6 separate regions of the Mus musculus genome follow, and regions 2, 3, 4, 5 and 6 are each linked to region 1. Evidence: chromatin contacts called from public ChIA-PET, Hi-C, HiChIP or PLAC-seq and promoter capture Hi-C data. All regions are on one chromosome and are shown on one strand. Each heading gives the region's core, a stretch centred on a gene start, on an enhancer-like site or on the middle of the called end of the contact. The rest is flanking DNA. Distances are from core to core; before and after follow the strand shown.

Region 1 (3,833 bases), core at 123-2,622:
GCCGATGCTTGAGCATCCAGGGCCCTGGCTAAGCCCCATGTCCCATGAGTGCCCACAGGCCTCACCTGCCCTCATTGGCCTCCAGACCCTCCACCTCGCTCATAGCTTCACTTAGCTCTTCTCGCAGGCGCTGGATCTCCACCAGCAGCTCCTGCTTGCGCCGCCGGATGTTCTCCAACTCCATGCGCTCCTCTGGAGTCAAGTCTGGGGGCTCTGGGGACCAGGGTCAAGAAATTAGTTCTGGGGGTCAGGACTCCTGCATCCTGAGAAAGGATTTGGGCTGGGGGCCTGGATTCCTGTCCAGAAGAGGAATGGGTACCAGAAGTCTGAGGAGAGGGAGTAAAACTGAGTCCTGAGTTTGTGTCAGAAGTGCCTAGGAATCCCAGCTCATAGGTCTGAGGATGAATTTCTGGGCCAATTACTTGAAAGGCAACCAGTCCCTGGGATTCTGGACCCATCACCACAATTAGAAACTCCTGAGTCTGAATTTTAGATGCTTTATTTGGAAGCCCTGGCTCCTTGGTCCCAACACAGTAGAACAGGATGCTTGGATATTGGAAACATTACTTGGAAGGACACAGGGCCTTGGACTCATGGCTTCATCATCAAAAGGGCTTTGGGGTCCTAGATCTCGGATGCAAATCTTGGAAAGACACCAGGACTCTGGCTTCTGGATCCACCACTGTAGGGATCCTAGCATGAACCTGGGGTGCATTTCTCGTAAGGGGGCCAGATTCTGGCTCCATCATGATGGGAAAGTTGGGGGTCCTGAATCTTGGGTGCATTTCTTGGAAAAGAAACGAGGTTCTGGTTCCGCCATAGCGGACAACGTGGCCTGGATCTGGGGTACACAGTAGAAACAAGCTACGGCAGCAGGACCCTGGGTCAGGGTCGGAAAGGACGGCGTTAAGCCTAGGTCCGCAGGAAGAAAGCCAGGCCGCCGCTCCCGCGGGTGTACGCCCCGCCCCGCTGCGCGCCCCGCCCCGCCCGCCGTCGCCGGAAGCGGGCTCGGCCCAAACAATGGCCCGGGACCCCCGGCTCTCGACCGCGCCGGAAGCCCGTCCCGCGCGCTGAAAGAAGCCTCGCCACTGCCCTGCTGTCCGCGGCGGGGCTCGGGAGCCGCTCCGCCCGCCCGCCCGCCTCGCCCGGCCTACCGTAGACACCGTCCTCCATGGCGGCTAGGAAGGCCCGCGGGGAGTCCGGGGCGGTTCCGCCGGCTGGGCCTGCGTCCGCGTCGGCCCGCGGGCTCGAGTGAGCCCGCTCAAACGCCCCAGGAGCCACCGCCGCCTCCTCAGCGCCCGTCCTCAGCGCCGAAAAGACTCTCCCTTCACGGCCCAACCGCCCGGCCGGTGGGGCCCGCCCCTTGCTTTGACACCACCCAATCTGCTGCGGGTCTCCCAGAATGCTCCGCCCCCTAGCCCCACAGGATCATTTCCAGGACCAATAGGCACACAAGAAGGAGATGCAGGCACGTACAGCTGGCGATAGACTGCTAGCCTGACCAATCGGACTGTGGGTAGTGTGCTCGGTCCCGCCCCCGAAACAAAGGAAAATCCTTGGCAGCTTTATCCTCCAATAAGAAAATTGATAAAGAAGTGACCAGGAGGTGTGGCTTCATGGAGAGGGGAGATTGCGCCTGCGCACAAGCCAGACTAGCGGTACTTAACCCTCCACCCCCCCCCAACAGGCATTCGTTGTTAGGGGGCGGTGCTTTGTTAGTTTTGTTGTCAAGGGCGGGGTCTCAACCTTGGGTTGCAGCTCGAGCCACACCTCCTGGCCCTCCACGCTAGCTTTTGACCGCAGTGGTTGCCAAGCAACTGCGAGCCACACAGGTCGGTCTTTTTGCCTCCTTTCTCAGGGTAATTCTCTGCAGGTCGCTATCTCTGAACCCTTTTCATACCTCTACATGAGACTTTCCTACATACCTCAAATCTCCTCAGAATCAAAGGATGGTAAATAAAAGCATTCTTTCTTCCAAATGTTATGGTATTGGGTACCGTGAATGCGCGGTGACTCTTCCTCCTAAACTCTCCCTCTTAGCTTCCTCTTCCTAAAATCCTGCCTTCCCCAGGCATTCTCCCAAGACACCCCTTTTTCCTCAGAATCTTCTGCCTGGCACTCTGTCAACTCTCCAAGACCCTGTGCTTAAAGTCCTCCTTCCACCCAACCTTTTCAGTTCCCACACTCCTGCCCCCCCCCCTTTTTTTTTTCTTTTCGAGACAGGGTTTCTCTGTCCTGGAATTCACCCTGTAGACCAGGCTGCCCTCGAACTCAGAAGTCCTCCTACTTCTGCCTCCTAAATGCTGGGATTAAAAGGCGTGCGCTACCACTGCTCGGCTCACTGCTCTTCTTAAACTCATTCCTCCACACATTATTCTCCTCTTTACAGGGAAAGCAGTGAGGGGCCTGTGTGATGGGGAACTCCGGCACACTTGTAAATCCCAGGCCCATGATGGGGCTTCCAGGTCTTGTCCTCATTTGTGTCCCTGAGCTGCTCAGGTGGGGGCGGATTCTGGGCCAGGACTTGGGTAAGCCTCTGGATTAGTCACGGAGCCTCCTAATCCCCTCTGTGACCTTTACGACTGGCGTGACCCATGCCTTCTCTTCTGGAGACCCTGGGTACACCAGTTCTACCCAGTTCTCTCTTTTCATTAGAATCCCATGTCCCTGCCTGTTCAGCCCAACCAACTTAGCATCCTTCTCCGCCATGGTCTCCTTTGTTCCCAGTCCCTGCCCTGGACTTGGAGGTGGGAGAGCTGCCAGCTAATTAATCCTGTCCGGTTATTAACTGGGGATTCTGAAGGATAAAGCAAGATGAGAACCAGAGGAGGGCATGGGTGGACTCAGCACTCAGGCAAGCCAGTGCCAGCGATGGTGCTGGCTCCCAGTAGGGAACATGAGTGAGGACACCTCTGCTTTCTGGCAACTCCCCTGAGGCTGGCCCTCAGCCTGCTGAGCACTTAGGCGGCTGCACCAATGGGTAAAGGCCAAGAACAGAGACCCACAATTTCAGAAATACAGGTACCCTGCCAGAGCTCCGGGGCCTTCATACAGTGACAGGGTTCCCCCTGTGAACACCTCCACTTCTCACAGTGGATATACCCTAGAGACAACTGCTGCCTCTCCCATCCCCAGCCCCTAAGCTGGAGCAGGGAAATGGTGACACTGGCCCCTGGTGATAGCCCATGCTTTTTGCTCGTTCTGAATCTAAGTACATGGATCCAGCCATCAAGTCAGTGTCCCCTCCACTACCCCTGGAAGGCTGTTTCAGCATGAGGGTAGGGAGAGGAAATCTCAGGACCTACACTGTATCTTAGCCTCTGTAGGGTGAAGGACCACCCTGCCAGGAGAACTGTGGCTGTTGTTACAGGGAAAACAGAAGCATCACGAGGAGAGATTTGCCTAAAGTCCTGAAGTTACTTGTAGCTGCTGGGATCTAAATGAAGTGAGCCTTCCCGGATCTCTGCAGGACTCCAATTAGCTTGGGGCTTTTCACATCTTACTACAGAACAAACAGAAAAGATAGAGATCTGTATTTATATCATATATAATACACATCTGTATAATATCTGTGAGAAAGAGACACACATCACTAGGTATAGTAATCCAGGATATTTTAGGCTTGCCGGCCTCAGCCTCTTCCTTCCCTTTTCCATTCGTTAGCTCTGTGATCGTCCAGGCTCTTGCTTGCAAGCTCCACCCAGAGCAGTGTCTACCTCCTAGAGCTGTCAGGCTGTCCATCTGAAGGTGACTAGGACTTCTAGGCTTTGGGACAGGACAGCGCTGGTCTCTGGAGTTTTGATTCCTTTTGGCATTACAGAACCATAGCAAGC
Region 2 (3,532 bases), core at 535-3,034, 690 kb before region 1:
TCCTTCATCCAGACAGGCCAAAGGGGTGGGGGCCACCCTTGCTCCACCCAACCAGTCACCATCTACGCAGTTGCTAAGACTAACAAACTACAACTTCTAGTTCCCAGACGTTCACACAGCAGTCTACACACTCCTGGACCCCACACTGCTCTGCCCATGGGACACCTCCAGCCTAGCCAGTGACTGTCTTGTCTAGAGTCATTATCCCAAGCTACCAGAGTCACCTGAAACAGGGGGACAGGTGCACAGACATGTTCTTGTGACGCTTCTCAAAGCGATTGTACTTTCGGATGTAATGGAGATAGTCCCGGCGGATGACAATGGTCCTCTGCATCTTCATCTTCGTCACGACACCTGGGAGAGTAACAGAAAGGTGTTAGCAGGTAGGAGTCAGTTGAACGGGGCTCCCAAGAAGCTCCATTTATGGCATCAGCTTTGTCAACTGGCTGTCTCAGCAGTGCCCTAGAGGACATCTGAAGACCATCGTGAGAACAGACATCACTTGCCAGCGCCCCTGGACGCAGGAACCTAGAACCACCCTTCCAACATCCCACTCACCAGACAGGATCCGACCTCGGATGGAGACGTTACCAGTGAAGGGGCATTTCTTGTCTATGTAGGTACCCTCAATAGCCTGCAAAGTTAAGAAAGTGGGGTTTAGATTACCACTTCCTAAACAGAACCAAGGATGACGCCTCAGGGCCCATACTACAATTCCCAGGGGCCCATGGGAAGCCACTGTGAAGGGGGCGGGGTGGCTGTGCTCCCACACGTGCAGGGCAGCAGGGATCTCATCTGCTGGAGGGTCCTGTACCTCTTTAGGCGTCTTGAAGCCTAGACCGATATTCTTGTAGTACCGAGGGAGTTTTTCCTTGCCGGTTTCTCCCAGCAGAACCCGCTTCTTGTTTTGAAAGATCGTAGGCTGCTTTTGGTAAGCACGCTCCGTCTGTAGGGATGAGAATTTGGTGAGGTTGCAGGTAAAGTTCAAGGAAATCAGAGACAATATTTCTTCCTTCCTACCTTCAACCTTATTTGCCCCAATCGCCAAAACCGGCTGGTCAGGGCTCTCCAACCACCCCAAGTCTAGTTTAGCTCACACACTGCGTCCCATCTAACACCTCCACAGCCTGCAGAACTCACGGCTGAGATCAAAAAGAGCTTTTCAGCCAGACTGGACCTCCAAAACATACAAATCCACTCATTCGGGATTCAAGCTTATGTCCACGTAGCCGAGCCTGGTGGGCCGGATCTGTCATCCCGGTTGAGGTTGAGGCAGGATGGCAAGTTTAAGACAAGCCTAAGCTCATCGAGGCCAGAGCTGCGCTCACACTGAAAACTACAGCGAGGTCGGGACCGCAGCCCTGCCGTAGAGCGCACGAGGTCCGGGCCTCAGTCTCCATCAAGGGGAAAAAACCTGCTTTACCCAGTGTCCCCGGCTCTGCCGCCGCAGGACTCCCGCGCCGCAGGATGCCCTCCTCCCGCCACAATCCCTCACCCGTTAAGCTCTGAGCTTTAAGAACCAACTCCCGAAGCGCCAGGGACCCCATTACTGCGTAGAGCCCGGATTTCCGAGCCGCCTGAGACGAAGGCATTCGCAGGCATCCTCGCTTCAGCTAATGCGTAAGACAACGAGGACGCCAAGGGATACGCTCCACACCGAAGCGTCGGGGGAAAGCAACTAAACGCTCGAACCTGAATGTCCGCCATCTTCCCGGCCGCCGGAGAAAGGGAGAGGCAGGGCCGCTCCCGGCTTCCTTATTCACCACGCGAGGTCGGGGCGGAAGTGACGCGGGGTTATCCTCACGGAGGTGGGAGGTACTTCCGGCGAGAGCCCGCGTTCCTGGGACTGTCCGTACGCCGCCATGACGGGGGAGGACTAAGGGGCGGGAAGATCCTATCATCTCGCGAGATTTCAGGAGCACGATGTGGAGGAAACGTGCATCATGTGGTACGGCGAGGCTTAGGGCGGAGAAGGCGTGCCGTACGGGTTGGGAAACACGTGCTGGGATTCAGTTTCCAGAGAGAAGCGGCCGTGCAGAGCGGGTCTCAAGAAAGGGGTGAACCGCTTTACAGCAGAGTATCTGCCATACGATGTCAGGAGCAGCCAGCGTCGACCGAATAGTCAACCTTTCTTCCTTTTATTAAAGGCCGACGTCACCAAGGTCGCATGTCCTTTGTTGACAGTATCTCAGGCTGCGCGTCTACCCACACTTTGATGGGTTTATGTCCTGACTACTCGTGGATGAGTGTCTAACCTTAGGTGACCACCCCAGGTAATAGAGGAACCATTTAGCCAGGTGGCAAAAGCTTGTGTCAGTTTCTCGTATTCACCGTTCTAGCCCTGCACAGATGGGCTAGAACAGTATAAAGCATATTTTCAAAATAGATTGACATTTTGAGTGGTGCTGGATCTTTTTAACCCCAGCACTCACGGAGGCATAAGGACTTGGCTTCCAGGTCAGCTAGCTGTAATAAAAACTCTAGTGGTGGTTAACATGGGAAGCATTTTTAAGATTATATGTAAGTACACTGTAGCTGTTCTCAGATACTCCAGAAGAGGGCATCAGATTTCATTATGGATAGTTGTTAGGCACCATTTGGTTGCTGGGATTTGAACTCGGATCCTTCGTAAGAGCAGTCTGTGCTCTTAACCACTGAGCCATCTCGCCAGCCCCCGGAAGGATTTGATGTTTAAAGAACCAGAAGACTCAGGCGTGGTAAATGCCTTTAGTCCCAGCCTTTGTGTCATGGCCTGACCTCCTACAGTCCAGGTACCAGCTCTTGTATCTTGGTGCTGACTTACAGTAACACCATCTAGGACAGGACCCAAGATGTATATCTGCAACTTTTGAGCAACAAAGCCTATCCCGTGAGCAAGGATTCACCCAAAGGGGCCCCCCATGCAGATGACCTGCTGGTGCCCTCTGCCCCTCTCTGCACAGCACACATCGTACACACTTAAGTCAAATAATTTATTAGCACATAAAATCCTCCAGAAAAATACTGCTTTGTGGTCTGCTGGGAAGGAGCAAGGCAGTGCTCCAAGTGTGCACTTGTGAACCCCAGCTCATGTGCAGATCTCATTTTCATAGCTGCAGAATAGGGTACTTGGTCAGGTGGGTGGGGCAGCCCTGCTACTCATTTTCAACACTGAAGCTCAACTGATTCATCCCATGGTTTGCACTTTAATAAAAACTCATGCAGGTGGTGCGCTGTCAGCTCTCTAATGTCCCCTCTACCCACAGGAGCAGTGCCTAAGGAACCTTTGGTCCCCACTTCCCTAGTTGGCGGCGGAGGAAGGGCAGGCCAGGCAGGCATGAGGCAAACAGTCTTTATTGGGTTCACACCAGGAGTCCGTTGGTCTTGAGGACCTCTGTGAACTTGCAGATTTTCTTCTCCACATTCTTTTCTGCCTGTTTCCGTAACCTCTGTGGTGTGAAAAGACACATGTCAGAGCGGTTGCTTCTCACCTGCGCCCCCCTAATCCTGGATCTCAGTGTCCGTCCTCACCAAGATCTGCTTCTTCTTCCGA
Region 3 (3,417 bases), core at 416-2,915, 710 kb before region 1:
GCCCAGCAGGCCCTGCAGTGTGTAGGTCCCTAGATGCCAACACGCAGGCAAGCAGACTCAGGAGCAAGGGCCAGCCTTCCTCTCTTCTCCTCCCTCGGACCTTGAGGTCCAGATCCCAACCTTCCCCCTTATTCCTAGGGTTCAGACCTAATCCTCCCACTTCAGGCCTAGGGCTCCAGCCTCCTTCCTTGACCCAGGAATCCAGACCCATTATCCTTCCTCAAACCCAGCCTACTGAAGCTCACCCCTCTTCTGACCATTTAATATCTTCTCCAGGGTCTTGAGGGCCTCCAAGAAGAGCTGTTCTTTGCTTTTGAGGTCTGTGGTCTCCTTCTCCCAATACCAAGACACCTGATTTTCCCACATCCAGGCCCCACAGGGGTCAGCTTCCTGCCGCAGGCTGTTGTAGGTCAGATACTGCTGAGGACCCAACCAGCCTGTAGCCCAGAAAGAGGGAAGCCCCGTAGATGGGTTTGACACAGCCGTGAGATGATACATCAGTGGGGGGCGGGTCTCTGCAGAGCAAACAGGAGAGTCTCGGGTCACGGACTGCACCGTGCCCCACAGAGGTGCAGAATGAAAACTGGACCCGATCTGAAGTGCCATGATCCTCCAGAGAGAAGGGGACAGACACCCAGAAAGGAAGCAAGACGGACAGACGGACACAGAGACGAGCCTGAGATTGTCAAGTGTATTTGACTCAGATGCACAGAGAAGTTACCCACAGTGAGATTTCCATGAAGGCTAGGACATCATGGAAAAAGTGGACTTATTGTCCCTCTTCCACTCTTTGGCTCTTCTTCCTGTCCCCTTCCTGACACACTCCAGGTCCTGGTGGCCTCTTACCTGAGCCCCAGGTCTGAGGCAGGAGGACCAACAAGAGGCTGAGGGCCCAGGGCAGTGGCATCCCCATTCCGACAGGGTGACCCGGAGTGGAAGGGACACGTGACTCCTCTGGACCCCGCCTTGTTGATTCTTCACAAGGTCCCTGTGGACTCTTCGTAGACCAGGACGCTGGATGGTGGGATGGAGACCCAGTCCAAGACGACAGACAGGAGTGTTCCTCTGTGAACTTTCACCTTCTCATTTGATCCACTTTAGTTAATTAATTACAGAGCTAGACAGACCAAAATTTGTCTCAGACTTCTGTTATTTCCTTTTTCTCCTCCCTCAGACCAGAGGATCCAGGCCTTCTCCTCCTCCCTCATTCCCAGGGGCTCAGATTTCAGCCTCAGGAGCCCTCAAACCCAAGCCAGGAGTCCAGTTCCACCTCCCTCAGATCCAGGAGTCCAGTTCCAAGATCTTTCCTCAAACCCAAAACCCTAGGCTCCGGCTTCATCCCTCAGACTCAGGTGCCCGGGGTCCTGCTCTCCTTCCTCAGACCCCAGCCTCCTCTCTCCCCCTCAGGTCATAACACTCCTCCCTCAGACCTGGAGCTCCAGGCCCCAACCCTCTTTCCTCTTGGGGTGCTGGTCCCTCATACCTAGAGAACCAGGCCTGGGCCTCCTCCTCTGACGCTCAGCCTGTTCCTCACAGAGGCCCTCTTCCCTCTGCCTGCAGCCGATGGATCCTCTGCTTAGAGCCTCCAGTTCTTCTCTTACATCCTGTCTGTACACAGTTAGGACTGGAGAACTCTGAGGGCATCCAACTCCACCCACTAGCTCCTAAGCACACCCCTTGGGCCTCTGTCCAGCCTCTCTTGAAGTTCCTGCTGTATCTGGTTGGAAGCCTCCCGGGGCAAACGTCATTAGGCCTGCCTCCCAAAACAGCTTCTATGTTTACTCGTTTGGAGCATTTTTGGAGTAGACTCGCAGCCCTGGAAAGGCCTGCACGCTGAATGTGACTTTAAGACACCCCAGGATTTGTGGGCTGTGGGTGTGGCTTGGTCATGGCATGGTTGCCTAACACACAAGGTTTGGCAGCAGCCCACTCCCAGCTGTAAGCCTGCTCTGATTTCTTCCATGTGCCAGCACTTGAGGTGGCCCCAACCCTGCCTACACACTCTGTGATGAGAGCCTTTGCCTTTGGCCCCTGTCTCCCACCCTGCTGCCCACCCCAAGATCTTGCCAGAAAAAACACACAGACACACAGAGAGACACTGACAGACAGGTAGGTTGACAGGGTAGATAGACAGCAAAGAAGAAAGGGGGTGGGCGGCAGCACATGCCTGTAATTCCAGCACTAAGGATGGAGGCCGGGAGGCCAGGGGTTCATGGCCGGCCTGGGCGGCAGGGAATATAAACAGCCGAGAGAGGGAGACTGACAGAGCCGTGAGTGGTCGACTGGTGGTCAGCAGATGGACCAACAGGCTGAAGTAGATGGGCAAAACCGGTGTGATGGGGCAGGCCTGGAACCCACACACTTGAAAGACAGAAGCAAGAGTCTGGAAAGTCTGGAGCTGACGAGACAGCTCAGCAGTTAAGAGCACCTGCTGCTCTTGCAGAGGATCCGAGTTTGGTTCCCGGCACCCACATGGTGGCTCACAGCTGCCCATAACTCCAGTTCTAGGGGGTCTGACAATTTCTCATTGAACACCAGGCAGGGATGTGGGGCACGTGTATACACACAGGCATGAATAAAATAAATAAATCTAAAAAACCTTTTTAAGGGCTGGTGAGATGGCTCAGTGGGTAAGAGCACCCGACTGCTCTTCTGAAGGTCTGGAGTTCAAATCCCAGCAACCACATGGTGGCTCACAACCATCCGTAACGAGATCTGATTCCCTCTTCTGGAGTGTCTGAAGACAGCTACAGTGTACTTACATATAACCAATAAATAAATTAAAAAAAAAACCTTTTTAAGAGAGAATAGAAAGTCAACCACTCCTACCTGCCTTGACCTCCCTCTCCCTCTGGTCTATATCAAGTGTGTGTACAAGTGTGTGCGTGTGTAATAATGGTGGTGGTGGTGGTAGCGTGGAGGCAGCAGAGGGGTAGGGTAGATGTGTCAGGACAGGAACTCATGCAGCCCAGGTCGACCATGAACTCCTGAAGCCCAGCCTCCAGCTCTTAAGTGCTGGGCTTGCAGGCCTCCTACGGACTGGGGAGAGGGCTCAGTCAGTAAGTGTTTGCCTGCCAAGAATGAGGACCTGAGTCCTGATCTTCTGATGCTAGCCTCCCCTGTAAAAAGCTGCGTCTGTGGCTAGAGAGATGGCTAGGTGATTAAGAGACACTGTCTGTGCTGGTGGTGGCTCACACCTTTAGTCCCAGCACTCAGGAGGCAGAGGCAGGTGAATCTCTGAGTTCGAGGCCAGCCTGGTCTATAGAGAGAGTTCCAGGACAGCCAGGGTCACGTAGAGAAACTCTGTCTTGAAAAACCAAACAACAACAACAACAAAAAAAAACACTGGCTGCTCTTGTAGAAGACCTGAGTTTGGCTGCCAGCATCCACACGATGCTCACAACCATCTGTAACTCC
Region 4 (3,793 bases), core at 183-2,682, 630 kb before region 1:
GGCGCTGGAAGGAACAGGCAGTAGGGTCCCAGAGGCACACAGGTGACAGGTGACGCACCTGACCCCCTCCCTGGGGAATCCTGAGAGCATAGCAACAGGCTGGGATTCTTAAAGGGACAGAGACATAGGATCTCATCGATAAGGTAGAAAAGGAAGTTAGAATTGGACCAAGCTGTGATCTCTTTGCAGTGAGGGTTTGGCATGGTGTGATGATACAGGCCTGGGATCCCTGCTCGCAGAAGGCACAGGCAAGAGGATTATGAGTTCAAAGCAAGCTTGGGTGACTTAGTGAGACCCAGGACAGCCTGAGCTACAGAAACTCTAAAACAAAAATAAAACCCAACCAGTCAAATATACACACACAGAACAAAACTATCAACCCAACAGACACAAAATCCAGCTGGGTGGTGGTGGAGCACACCTTTAATCCTAGCACTTGGGAGACAGAGGCCAGTGGATCTGGGTTCTAGGCCAGCCTGGCCTACAGAGCAAGTTCCAGGGCAGCCAGGGCTACACAGAGAAACCTTGTCCCAAAATACAAAGTAAGTAAAAATGAGTTCTATGTCCTCTCCCACTCCCCACTCAAATCTAAGGATCTGAGTCCCTGGTACCTTTTTAGTCTAACCTCACCAGGCCATACTGCTCTCTTCAGACTGAAGAATCCAGGAATCCAGGCTTTCGGAACATAGAAGTGGGGGGCCCTGTCTGGACCACCTTTCTGTTTGGGATTCCAAGTTTGGCTCCTCATCTCTGTGGAGGTAGGAATCCAGGGCCTGTTCCCTTGCCCATGATACGGGAAGAGGGTGTTGCTCTTTACCCCCACCCCACCCCTCTTTAAGACAGTCTTAATATGTAGCATACACAGGCCTCAAATCTGCAGTGGTTGTTTCTGCCTCCTGAGTGTACGGCACCATAGGGTGGCCTTGGGAGCCCCCTTGAAACATGCCAGGTATGAATGGTTGGCCCTAATCTTCACCATACCCCCATGTCCCTTGTAGGGAGGGAAAGACTTTTCCCAGTGGAAGCCCAGGGCCTCCTGTGTCCCATTTCACGGTGGTGACTTCACCTGTTTGCACACTACCACCGCCTGCCTCTCTCTCTGTCTCTGTCTCTCTCTGTCTCTCTTTCTCTCTGTCTCTCTCTTGTCCCTGGCTCTCTCCTGACCAGCTCCTTTCCACACCCTCTCTTCTCAGCCTTCCTCTCTTCCTTCTTGCTTTTCCCTTCCTAGGCATCTTGTCTTTGCCCTTCTGTCTGGAGGTTATTTCTTTTCTGTCTTTCTCCCTTGTGTCCCTCTGCTCTCTTTCCTGCCTCTCTCTTGTGTTCTCGACTTGTGCTCTGATGGTCCCCCTCTCCAGTCTCTATTTTTATCCCTCTGACACACCCCTTGTGTCCACCTCTCTGTCTGTACCACCACCCCCCCTTCTTCAGTACTAGCTCTGGGTCCCAATTAGTTGGTGTTGGCCACGGCAGCGCAGGGCCCCACCAGGCTTCTCATTACCGCTGGCGGCTCCTAATGAGCGTGGGGTGGAGTGACCCCGCGCCCCCAGCCCGGCCTGCGTCACTGCCGCCGCGGGGGCTGTGAGGGTATATAAAAGGGGCGTGAGCATAGCTGCCTGAGCCCACTGCACGGTAGGGGGTCCTGTAGGAGGCTGGTGGCAGGGTTGGATTGTGGGCCCTAGGCTTCTGGGCGGGATGATGACATTGAGATTCTGGCCCCTGTATCCACAGGTGATGGAGACCTGCCAGATGTCCAGGAGCCCCCGAGAGCGGCTGTTGCTGCTTTTGCTGCTGCTACTGCTTGTGCCCTGGGGCACTGGCCCTGCCTCAGGTGTTGCCCTGCCCCTCGCTGGTGTGTTCAGGTAGGTGTGAGGTCCCGGACACCCAAAGAAGGGAGGAGAGGACCCCCCGCCCCAAAGGAAGGCAAGATACCGCATGCGGGGAGTTGGGGAGGGCAGGGGTGCTTAGCGTCGGACTGCAGTGGGGACCCGCGGTGGCCTGTGGGGCCTAGCGCGCAATCACATCTCTCTTCCCCCAGCCTCCGCGCCCCGGGTCGTGCCTGGGCGGGCTTGGGTAGCCCCCTGTCTCGGCGCAGCCTGGCGCTAGCTGACGACGCGGCCTTTCGGGAGCGCGCGCGCCTGCTGGCCGCCCTGGAGCGCCGCCGCTGGCTGGACTCTTACATGCAGAAGCTGTTGCTACTGGACGCGCCCTGAGCCTAATAAAGAGCCTGTCGCACTGCGACTGCGCCTCTTTGCTGCGCCACTCTCTTGTGGGTGTGTGGGGAGGGGGCCCCACAGCCTCACTGCAACCGGGACCCTCCGCATCCTCGCTTCTCCGGGTTCCCTCTTGGGTCATCTGCCTCGAGACTCTTGTTCTCTCTGGATTCCCTCGCCCGTGGGTCCCTGATCCAGCTCTGTTTTGGTCCGGTTTTTTTTGGGGGGGGGGGAGGGATTATTCTTCCGAGACAGGGTTTCTCTGTGTAGCCCTGGCTGTCCTGGAACTCACTCTGTAGACCAGGCTGGCCTTGAGCTCGAGAGCTTCGCCTGCCTCTGCCTCCCAAGTGCTAGGATTAAAGGCAAGCGTCACCATATCCTGCTGGGTCGGGATTTCATAACCTTTTTGGGCCTCGTGTTTATCGGCCGGGGAGGGCTCCAGCAGTTCCGAGCTGGACCGCGGCAGGTGCCGGATAAGGAAACTAAGCAGAGCCCGCGGCTCGGGGAGGCGCAGTCCCCACCTGTTTATTCGGAGAGCCCGCGGAGCGAGCGGACCGCGCCCTGATTGGTCTGAAGAGGAGGGTGGGGTCCAGGAGACCGCCCTCCAAAATTTGCATTTTCTGGAGGCGGACCGAGCCCTCATTGGCTTTTATGCTGTGAGGGCGGAGTTGCCTCTTGCAGCTCCTGCTCGGTCTACCGCGCAGAAGCAGAAGCGGTTAGCAGGAGGCGCACACAGAAATCCGGGTTTCCGCGAGGCGACACTTAACGCCCCGAAATCCCGAGTTTTGACGGCTGTCTCCAGCCATCAAACCGCCTTAGAGCTTAGGATGCGGCCAAAGAGCTCACCCATCTCCAAACCCTTCCTCCGAAAAGGAGGACTTTTTTTGGACTACTACCCTCCAGCAGCCCCCTTCCCCTGCCGGCCAGCGCTGGCCTGTCCTTCCGCACAAGGACCTGCTCAGAACTAGTTCCATCCGCCGCTCCACACATGGCTGGAGTCTTGATCTCGAGTGTCTAGGCCTGCCTTTCTCAACCCCCTCCTGGGCACTGGGAAGAACTTTTGGGCTGGAGCCCCAGGCTGACCTCTGCATTTCTCAGAGGCCGCCCAGGCTGCCAGCCTGCCCTTCCTGACTCTCCTTCCCATGGCCGAGCTGTTCGGCTGACTGACTCTTCAGCCTGGAACACCCTCCCGCTGCCAACTGAATACCAACTACACCTTCTCTCAAAGCAGAGTGCAGGCGGGTGGCACCTTCTTGAAGAGAACAGCTCCAGAGAATAGTGCATGCATGCGTAGTATGTAGGTGTGTGTGTGTGTGTGTGTGTGTGTGTGTGTGTGTTCTCAGGCTGCACCCATCTTAGTCCAAAGGCTCCAAGAGGCTCCTGGCATTGTAAACCATGGAGCCAGTGTTAAGAAGGGGAAACTGAGTGCAGCCGAGGGTGCAGCAAGGTCCTGGCTTGGAGTGCTTATGATCCAGAGGCCTCACTCAGAGCAGTCTGGCAATTCCAGAGCTCAGAGTCTGCAAGCCAGTGGTCTTGCTTAGCCCCATGTTTCATGAAGTTGCCACTGAGGAGCTGTCAGAGAA
Region 5 (3,582 bases), core at 1,069-3,568, 580 kb before region 1:
GGGTCGAACCAACAAACACTCAGCCAGCTGAATAAATGCTACCAAGTGGAAGTCAGTTCGTGTCTGTCTCTACCCTCCCCTCTCTCTCCAGGGTCTCTCTATGTAACCTCACCTGTCCTGGAATTTATTGTATGGGCCTATCTGACCTCATGGAGATCTGCCTGCCTCTTCCTTCAGAGCAGTGGAATTAAAGGGGTGTGCCATCACACATGACCCCCCCTTTTTTTTTTAGTCGATGTGACCTCCTTGGTCTGTTATGCTAATATGATTCTCCACCTCAGCCTGTGGGGATTGAGCACAAGCAACACTACTTCACCTTTCCCCTTCAGTCACCACATGCCTCTGTACTTCTGTGTCCGTGTGTCTTTCTCTGTGTGTTGTTCTACAGCCCAGCTTCCTGGTTGAGAGCAGCGCCCACCTGCCTTTCTCTCTCCCCGCCCCAGACCCTCCAAGCCTGGGGTAATGATGTTAGTAAACTCACCCGGACCCGCTGAGTGGAAATGAGGATGCCCAGGGTAATCTGTGTGGCAAACAGGAGCAGCAGCATTCCAAAATACTGAGGACAGAGTGGAGGGGGAGTTCAGCCCCTCGGGTCTCCCAGGGGCTGGCCCGAAACGGGGGGTGGGGAATGCCACTCACCAGGCCCAGGAGACAGCGCAGCTCCTTTAGAGCCCCCACACAGCCCAGGAGAGCCAGGGCCATGGTGAGGACACCTGAGACAGCCAGGACCTTGGACCAAGTCTGCAGTGGCACGAAGGACAAACCTGAGGTGGTGACAAGCAGTGAGAGTGGGTGGAGGAGAGGACAGCAGCTCCACTCGGCCACCCAGGAAGGCCGTGACTCTTGGATCCCCGTGTCCCTTCCTCTGAATCTGCCTGGGTGGGCCTCTGCTTCTGCCCCACGCTGAGGTGCTTTCTCCTCTCTCTCTCTCTCTCTCTCTCTCTCTCTCTCTCTCTCTCTCTCTCTCTTTCTCTCTCTCTCTCAGAGAAGATTTCTCTGTGTAACAGCCCTGGCCTTCCTGGAACTCTGTACTCTAGGTGGCCTTGAACTCACAGAGATCTGCCCACCTCTGCCTCCCAAGTGTTGGGACTAAAGACATGTGCCACCATGCCCAGCTGAATCCATTTCTTAAACTTTTTGAGGGCAAAGAAATAAAGGATCGATTTCCTGGACTTTCCTTTCCTTTCCTTTCCTTTCCTTTCCTTTCCTTTCCTTTTTTCTTTTTTCTTGAGACAGAGTCTCAGGTAACTCAGGCTGGCCTCGGACTCAGTAGCCAGGGGTAACCTGGAACCTTGTGATCTTCCCACCTACACCTCCCCATGCTGGAATGTCAGGTGTGGGCCACCACATATATCCTAGAATTGTTCTGAGCGAGGTTCGAATGAAAACGCTGTTCAATTCAGCGGTCAATGTGGTGAGTCTGAGTTGCTATGGTTTTGGTGTCCCCTCCTTAAATGGTTTCCTTGTTATTATTACTTTATTTTTGCTCTTCCCCTTCCTGGCTGTGTGACACCCAGCAAAAGACTTCCCTTCTCTGAACCTCAACAAGGGAGAGTCTCTGAGTTCCAGTCCAAAATGAGACACAGGAAGTATTTGAGAAATAGCTATTATTTCTGTTATTACTGTTCCTAACCGCGACCTCATGGTGCTGTGGTTGTTTTGGAGGCAGGACCTCATTATCCAGCCTGGGCTCCAACCCACTGTGTAGTCTAGGATGGCCTGGAACTCCTGATCTCCCACCTCCTGCGTGCTGGGATGACAGGCATGACCGGCTACATCTGCTTTACACTTCCTACTTACCAGCACACATCCAGCTTACTGGCAGTGCCAGTGGGGTGCCAGTCAGAGCTGGAGCCCTACCTGGGAAGATAGTAGCTATTGAGGGCCTCCCCAGGGCGAGTGAGATATCAGGAGATGCCTTGGGGTGGGATTCTGGGTTCAAGTCCAAAGACCCTCCCCTACTGCGCAGCCCCCCTCACCCACAAAGGACACGAAGCTGGTCTTGTCAATGAGGATCCAGGTGCCGAAGCAGAAAATCAGGCCGCCTAGTACCTAGGGGAAGAGAAGAAATGAGGCTAGGGCGGATCAAGGGCCACTGTGGCCCTGGAACCCCGGCTGGGTAGCCATGAGTAGACTCACAAAGAAGAAGAGGTTGAAAACGAAGAGGAAGTACTTGATGAGGCTGAGGCAACTCTCTTGGGCGGACATCTTCGCCTAGATGGGGAATGACCCACTCGAGAAACCCAGACAGAAGAGGTGTTGGCCGCAGGGGGGAAGGGGAATAGTGGGCAAAGAAAGACAGAGACTGAGAGGCACAAAGGAAACCGGCAGAGAAAGAGGAAGTTCCGGGGGGGTGGAGCTCCACCCCGCCCTGTTCATTTAGTGACTGTCAGCGGGGGCCCTATCTTCTTCAGGGTTCCATCGAGTGCACAGCAGTACCTGAGGGTCCTTGGAATATGTGGGTGCCAGGGACACAATGGGTTCCTCGCAGGTGTCCATAGCTCAGGCAGGGCGCACAGGGGCTTCTGATGGACTTCCACTCACGTGGGTCCTGGGACTTCAAGGTTGTTTCTGCAGAGTTCAACCTCACAGACACTCTGACCTCACTGGCTACTGGCTCCGCCCCCTGCACCCTGTGATCTTCTGCTTAGCACCCATTAGCCTCGAGCCACCGCGCTGTCTCTGCCTCTCTGTCTCTGTCTCTCTGGGCCTTTGCGGTCTCTGTCCTGTGTGTCTCTTTCCCTGGGTCTCTCTCTTTGCTCTCTTTCTTCTAGAGCAGGTGCTCCGATGTGCTTGGGGGCCAGGGTTGGACCCCTGGGGAAGTGAAAGGGCTGCAGAGGAGGTGTGACAGTCCCAGGAGTGAGGAGGGCAGCGAGGCAGTGCCTGAATATCCGGTGGAGGAAGTGAACCTCAGATGGCACTTCCTACCTCTGCGGAGAAACCTGAGGGGAGGAGGCCCCAGAAAAGCCAGGCACTGGAGTGGGGGTCACTTGAGCATACCTAGCATCTTCAAAGTTTCCTATGATGTGCCCAGAAAGAAGTCCCTGACACTTGTCAAGTCCCCAGTTCCTCACAGATTTCTAATGTGGGAAGTTCCTATCACCTATCTACCCAAAGCCTAGTTCTCTGGGACAGCAGCTGCCTTCTGAGACATGTCTCATCTATTTTCTTTCTGTATGTGTATTTGTATGTGTTAGTGTGTGTGTGTGTGTGTGTGTGTGTGTGTGTGTGTGTGTGCGCGCGCGCGCCTTTGGAGGCCAGAGGACAACATTGGAAGCTGTTCATCTTTTTTTAAAAAAATTTTAACGATGTGTGTGTGTGTGTATGTCTGCGCCACATGGTGCTTATAGAGGGCAGAAGATAGATAAATTTTCGGGACTGGGCCTCTCCTGCCACAGGCTGTGCTCCAAGGCAGGTTCTGCCATCTCCAATAAGCCAAGTAAAAGAACCAAATTTCTAGAGGAAACAGAAAAAGGTTTACACACAGTGTGGTCACATTTAGAAGGGCACAAAGCGATCTGGTGATCCCCTTCAATTCATTTTTGGGGTCCCTCACTGAGACTGAGGTGTAAATAGAAGGCT
Region 6 (3,534 bases), core at 802-3,301, 580 kb after region 1:
TCTTTTCTCCGTCTGCTTTCTCCCATGCCCAGGTCCCACCATAGTGCCCACTGCTCCTCACCATGGAGTAGAGTCTGACTGGAGCTTAGTGCCTACCTCTCAGAGGTTCTTGGTAAGTCCTCACTCAAGACTCAGTCTCAGTTAAAGAGTCTAGACATCTGGAGCCTCTAAAGCCAGGACTCTAGGGTCCCAGCCGGTTTCCTTTTGCGAATCACTTCGACTTCAGTGAGGGGCTTCCCTGTCTAGGGCTCTGTGGAAAGAAGCTCTGGAGGCACACGCAGTCCTTTGATAAAGAGAGCTGAACTAGAGAGACATTTGGAGAGCCAAGCTCTGCTCCTATGTGGCTTTGCAGACAGGGAAGAGGGGGCAGCCTGAGCCCCTGTGGCTGGCTCCTCAGGTTTCCTGAGGAAGAGTCTAGGGAAGCCCCTTTGTCGGTCTGCCTCTTGACCGTTCACAGCTGAGATTGTACATGTCCTTGTCTCTGCATGCCTCTTTTTAAAAAAAATCTCACTTCCGGGGTCTCTATTAATCTTAGGATTGGGCTGAGCATCCTGAAAGCCACTGTCCTAGGGATCTGAATCAGGGCCAGGCTGGAGGTGCATCACTCTGGACCAGGAGATGGGACAGACTCTGGCCAGAGAGAGAAGGGCACTGAAAGCCATCTATCCTGCCTCACTCTGAGACCAAAGGGAATGGCTGTCTGGAGGAACGCTGTGATTAGTTTCTGGAGGGAAGAGGTCTCCTCAGACTTTTCTCCTCTTTGTCTGTCCATCTCTGCCCCTTTCTGATAACTCTGCCTCTCTGCCTCCCGCCTCTCACCCCCTCTCTACCTCCCCGCACTTTCCCCCTGTGACATGAAGATCTGTTTTAATTAGTGCTGTGATTCCCACGATCAGGTGGGGAGATAGGTCACAGGTTTGTCCCTAGGCTCGCAACAGTGCCTGGGGGTCAGTATAGACAGACAGCTATCTGCACTGTTAGCCAACAGGTAAGAGTCTCTCGCTTCTTAATTAAATCCCCTGTGCCGGGGCAGCCTGTTCGATTGTAGTGGACAGGAATCAATAAGCATCTTTCATAGCCCAGTGGCCTCTGGAGCTGGGCCTGACCTTCCAGTCCCTCTCAATCCCACCTGCTCACTTCTTTAAAAAGCTGGGAGTCCCTGGAGGTTGAGAGCTGGGTCTGACTTGTCCCGTGTGATTTTTGTACTTGGTAGAGAATCTGGAGCAAGTACGGAATGAGAGCTAATGACTGTTGATTAAATAAACCTAGGGGTGAGTGGCAAGCGTGGGCCAGAAGGACTTTGAAGTTAGAAATACGATCTCTGTCCCCAGCATTAACTTCCAGTATGTAGGGACCACAGCCCTGGACATGCATGGCTCACCACCCAGAGTGCCTGAAGGGGAGCGAGGCCGCCAGTATTCAAGGGGCTGAGCAGTCTTTGTGCATGTTTTCATAAGGTAGTTCAGTTTTCTGGGTAAACTGAGGTCTGTCTGTCATGGTTGTGACTAAGCCACCCTAGAATCAGGAAGGGTTCAAGGCCTGAAAGGGGCCAAAGGGATCAAGAGGGGCTCGGGATTGATCATTAATGGTGAGTTAGGACAGAGGGATGGTGAAAAAGGTATTATTTTACAGTCCCTGTAAGAAGTTATCTCTGAAAGAATCATTGGGCCTTCAGGCTTCCCCGGGAAGGGTCGGTATTAAAAGATTCCTTAAGAGGTCAGTCTCGTCCTGGTCAAGGAATGGCTTGTCTGCTCAGGGTATCAGATGGCTCCTGGGTTAGAAGAGGAGCTGGCCGCCGCCCTTCTCACCTCGGTGTGACGGGGGCGCGGGCCCAGACGTCGCTGGGAGCCTCCGCCCAACAAGTGGAGCTCCCCTAGGGCGGAGCGTCGGCGGGTCCCCACCGAGCAAGAGGCAACGAAGGGCGGGCGCCCCCAGCGCCAGGGTTGAGGGAGGCGGGGTTCGGTGCCGGCCTCGGAGGGGGGCGCAGAATCAGGGCTTTTTAGGACCCAGCGCGGCGCCTCCCTCCGGGGGCGAGTGCGGCTGCGCGCGCCGTGTGCCCGTGTCCGGAGAGCCGCGGGCTGGACGCGGACCGCGCGAACGAGCAAGCGAGCAGGCAGCGGAGCAGCAGCCCGGAGGCAGCAGCGGCGCGGCGGCGGCGGTGGCGGCGGTGGCCGCTCCGCGCCTCGCCTCCCTGGCCTCGCCAGTCTCGCTGCGCCGCGCCCGGACCTGCCACCCCCGCCTACCGGGCCCGACCTCGGCAGCGCCCCTCGCCTCGGCTGCCAGCGCCACCCGCCCTCCTAGAGCAGAGAGCGGAGTGCGGGGCGCAGAGACACCGGAGCCAGTGCCCGCCGGCCCCGCCAAGCAAACCCGGCCGGGAGAACCTTCGCTCGGCCCAGCGCAGCTCCGCAGCCGTCCGGGAGCTGTCCCTTCAGCACCGCCGCGGAAGCCTGAGTCCCAACGCAGCCCAGCGGAACCCCTGACCCAGCCCGAGCGCACAAGGTGCTGCGCTCAGCGGCCGCCCCGCGGGGCAGCACCCTGGTGCCCCTACCCAGGGGACCCGCCATCCCCTCCGGGAGGCGGGGAGAAGGAACGAGGAGGGAGGTCAGGCAGCTTCACCCGCCACCGAGGGGAGTAGGCAGATAGGCAAGGAGAGCCGAAGGGGACCGGTCACGCAGGGAGGAGAGCAAGCCGCATCCGTCCCCACCGCACCGGGAGCGCGCTGCAGCGACCACCGCAGAGCCAAGCGCGGATTTCTCGTAACCCCCTCTTTCCCAGCTGGGGCTGGTCTATCGGTCCGGCCCCCGAAACGGAGCAGCTGACCTTCCCCTAAAAAGCTTTGTGTCGGTTTCTCCATTTTCCCGCTGAGATGATACCGGGAGCCCGGCCCCCCCATCCTCTCTCCCCTCCTCCCGGGCCTCGCCGCTGAGCGCCGCCCCACTCCCTTCCTCCCTCCCTCTTTACCTCCCTCCTCTCTTCCACTGCCTCCTCCGCAGCCAGGCCAGCTCCCTCTCACACTAGGCGCCTTAAAGACCCTAGGGAGCCCGTGCACACACCCCTGGACCCGCACCTGCCTGACAGCTCCCCCTGAGGGAGCTTGGCTCGTTGGTTGGGGTGGGTGGCCAGAGCCGCGGTCCTCTGTGCCCCCCGACGGCTGGGGGGAGGGGGGAAGAGGCCCTGCGCCCCCCTCCCCGTCGCCAACTCCCCCTGGCGGCAGCTCCCATGGGTGTCGCTGGGCCGCGCCATGCCTAAGGGGGCGCCGCGATGGGCCAAGGGGACGAGAGCGAGCGCATCGTGATCAACGTGGGCGGCACGCGCCACCAGACGTACCGCTCGACGCTGCGCACGCTGCCCGGCACGCGGCTTGCCTGGCTGGCAGAGCCGGACGCCCACAGCCACTTCGACTATGACCCGCGTGCCGACGAGTTCTTCTTCGACCGCCACCCGGGCGTCTTCGCTCACATCCTGAACTATTACCGCACCGGCAAGCTTCACTGCCCGGCCGACGTGTGCGGGCCGCTCTACGAGGAGGAGCTG

What was found. Promoter capture Hi-C pulls out the DNA fragments that hold promoters and counts their contacts. Hi-C and Micro-C count contacts between places; a contact is called where the count stands out from the background. ChIA-PET counts read pairs in DNA pulled down with a chosen protein or histone mark. HiChIP or PLAC-seq counts read pairs in DNA pulled down with a chosen protein or histone mark.
Region 2: a contact with region 1 is called in an RNA polymerase II ChIA-PET map of memory CD8 T cells, with 13 read pairs. The contact joins the promoter of Rps11 here to the promoter of Cyth2 in region 1. A contact is called at or near these places in 5 of 39 promoter capture datasets (cranial neural crest, embryonic stem cells, liver and 2 more), 2 of 484 Hi-C or Micro-C datasets (B cells and neutrophils), 5 of 115 datasets of contacts at active chromatin or transcription factors (memory CD8 T cells, neural tube, pancreatic cancer cells and 2 more) and 2 of 9 other capture datasets (liver and pancreatic islet).
Region 3: a contact with region 1 is called in a promoter capture Hi-C map of liver, with 3 times the contacts expected there. The contact joins the promoter of Fcgrt here to the promoter of Cyth2 in region 1. A contact is called at or near these places in 2 of 39 promoter capture datasets (embryonic stem cells and liver).
Region 4: a contact with region 1 is called in a Hi-C map of rod photoreceptor, with 2.3 times the contacts expected there. The contact joins the promoter of Pth2 here to the promoter of Cyth2 in region 1. A contact is called at or near these places in 2 of 39 promoter capture datasets (both in liver) and 1 of 484 Hi-C or Micro-C datasets (rod photoreceptor).
Region 5: an H3K4me3 HiChIP or PLAC-seq map of bone marrow-derived macrophages shows a contact between it and region 1, with 3 times the contacts expected there. The contact joins the promoter of Cd37 here to the promoter of Cyth2 in region 1. A contact is called at or near these places in 1 of 39 promoter capture datasets (liver) and 2 of 115 datasets of contacts at active chromatin or transcription factors (bone marrow-derived macrophages and memory CD8 T cells).
Region 6: a Hi-C map of CD8 T cells shows a contact between it and region 1, with 4 times the contacts expected there. The contact joins the promoter of Kcnc1 here to the promoter of Cyth2 in region 1. A contact is called at or near these places in 1 of 39 promoter capture datasets (pre-B cells), 1 of 484 Hi-C or Micro-C datasets (CD8 T cells) and 1 of 115 datasets of contacts at active chromatin or transcription factors (memory CD8 T cells).

Annotation. Positions count from the first base shown.
Region 1 is chr7:45,812,944-45,816,776 of GRCm38.p6, forward strand. It overlaps Cyth2 (cytohesin 2), which reads right to left and starts at 1,373. Exons shown (of 13, transcript NM_011181.3): 1 at 1,155-1,373; 2 at 66-213. The coding sequence starts at 1,173. Kcnj14 (potassium inwardly-rectifying channel, subfamily J, member 14) reads right to left here. Exons shown (of 3, transcript NM_145963.2): 3 at 3,524-3,833.
Region 2 is chr7:45,122,605-45,126,136 of GRCm38.p6, forward strand. It overlaps Rps11 (ribosomal protein S11), which reads right to left and starts at 1,785. Exons shown (of 5, transcript NM_013725.4): 1 at 1,693-1,785; 2 at 815-946; 3 at 559-634; 4 at 225-354. The coding sequence starts at 1,707. Rpl13a (ribosomal protein L13A) reads right to left here. Exons shown (of 8, transcript NM_009438.5): 7 at 3,511-3,532; 8 at 2,959-3,428. The coding sequence ends at 3,342. It overlaps Snord35b (small nucleolar RNA, C/D box 35B), which reads right to left and starts at 507; the gene lies at 421-507.
Region 3 is chr7:45,102,157-45,105,573 of GRCm38.p6, forward strand. Fcgrt (Fc receptor, IgG, alpha chain transporter) reads right to left here and starts at 1,666. Exons shown (of 7, transcript NM_010189.3): 1 at 1,484-1,666; 2 at 847-1,117; 3 at 258-515; 4 at 1-29. The coding sequence starts at 913.
Region 4 is chr7:45,179,563-45,183,355 of GRCm38.p6, forward strand. It overlaps Pth2 (parathyroid hormone 2), which reads left to right and starts at 1,433. Exons shown (of 3, transcript NM_053256.2): 1 at 1,433-1,629; 2 at 1,729-1,859; 3 at 2,036-2,276. The coding sequence starts at 1,732. The coding sequence ends at 2,210. Gfy (golgi-associated olfactory signaling regulator) reads right to left here and starts at 35. Exons shown (of 5, transcript NM_001195255.1): 1 at 1-35.
Region 5 is chr7:45,236,521-45,240,102 of GRCm38.p6, forward strand. Cd37 (CD37 antigen) reads right to left here and starts at 2,319. Exons shown (of 8, transcript NM_007645.4): 1 at 2,140-2,319; 2 at 1,980-2,052; 3 at 640-764; 4 at 482-556. The coding sequence starts at 2,208.
Region 6 is chr7:46,394,417-46,397,950 of GRCm38.p6, forward strand. Kcnc1 (potassium voltage gated channel, Shaw-related subfamily, member 1) reads left to right here and starts at 2,052. Exons shown (of 4, transcript NM_001112739.2): 1 at 2,052-3,534. The coding sequence starts at 3,262.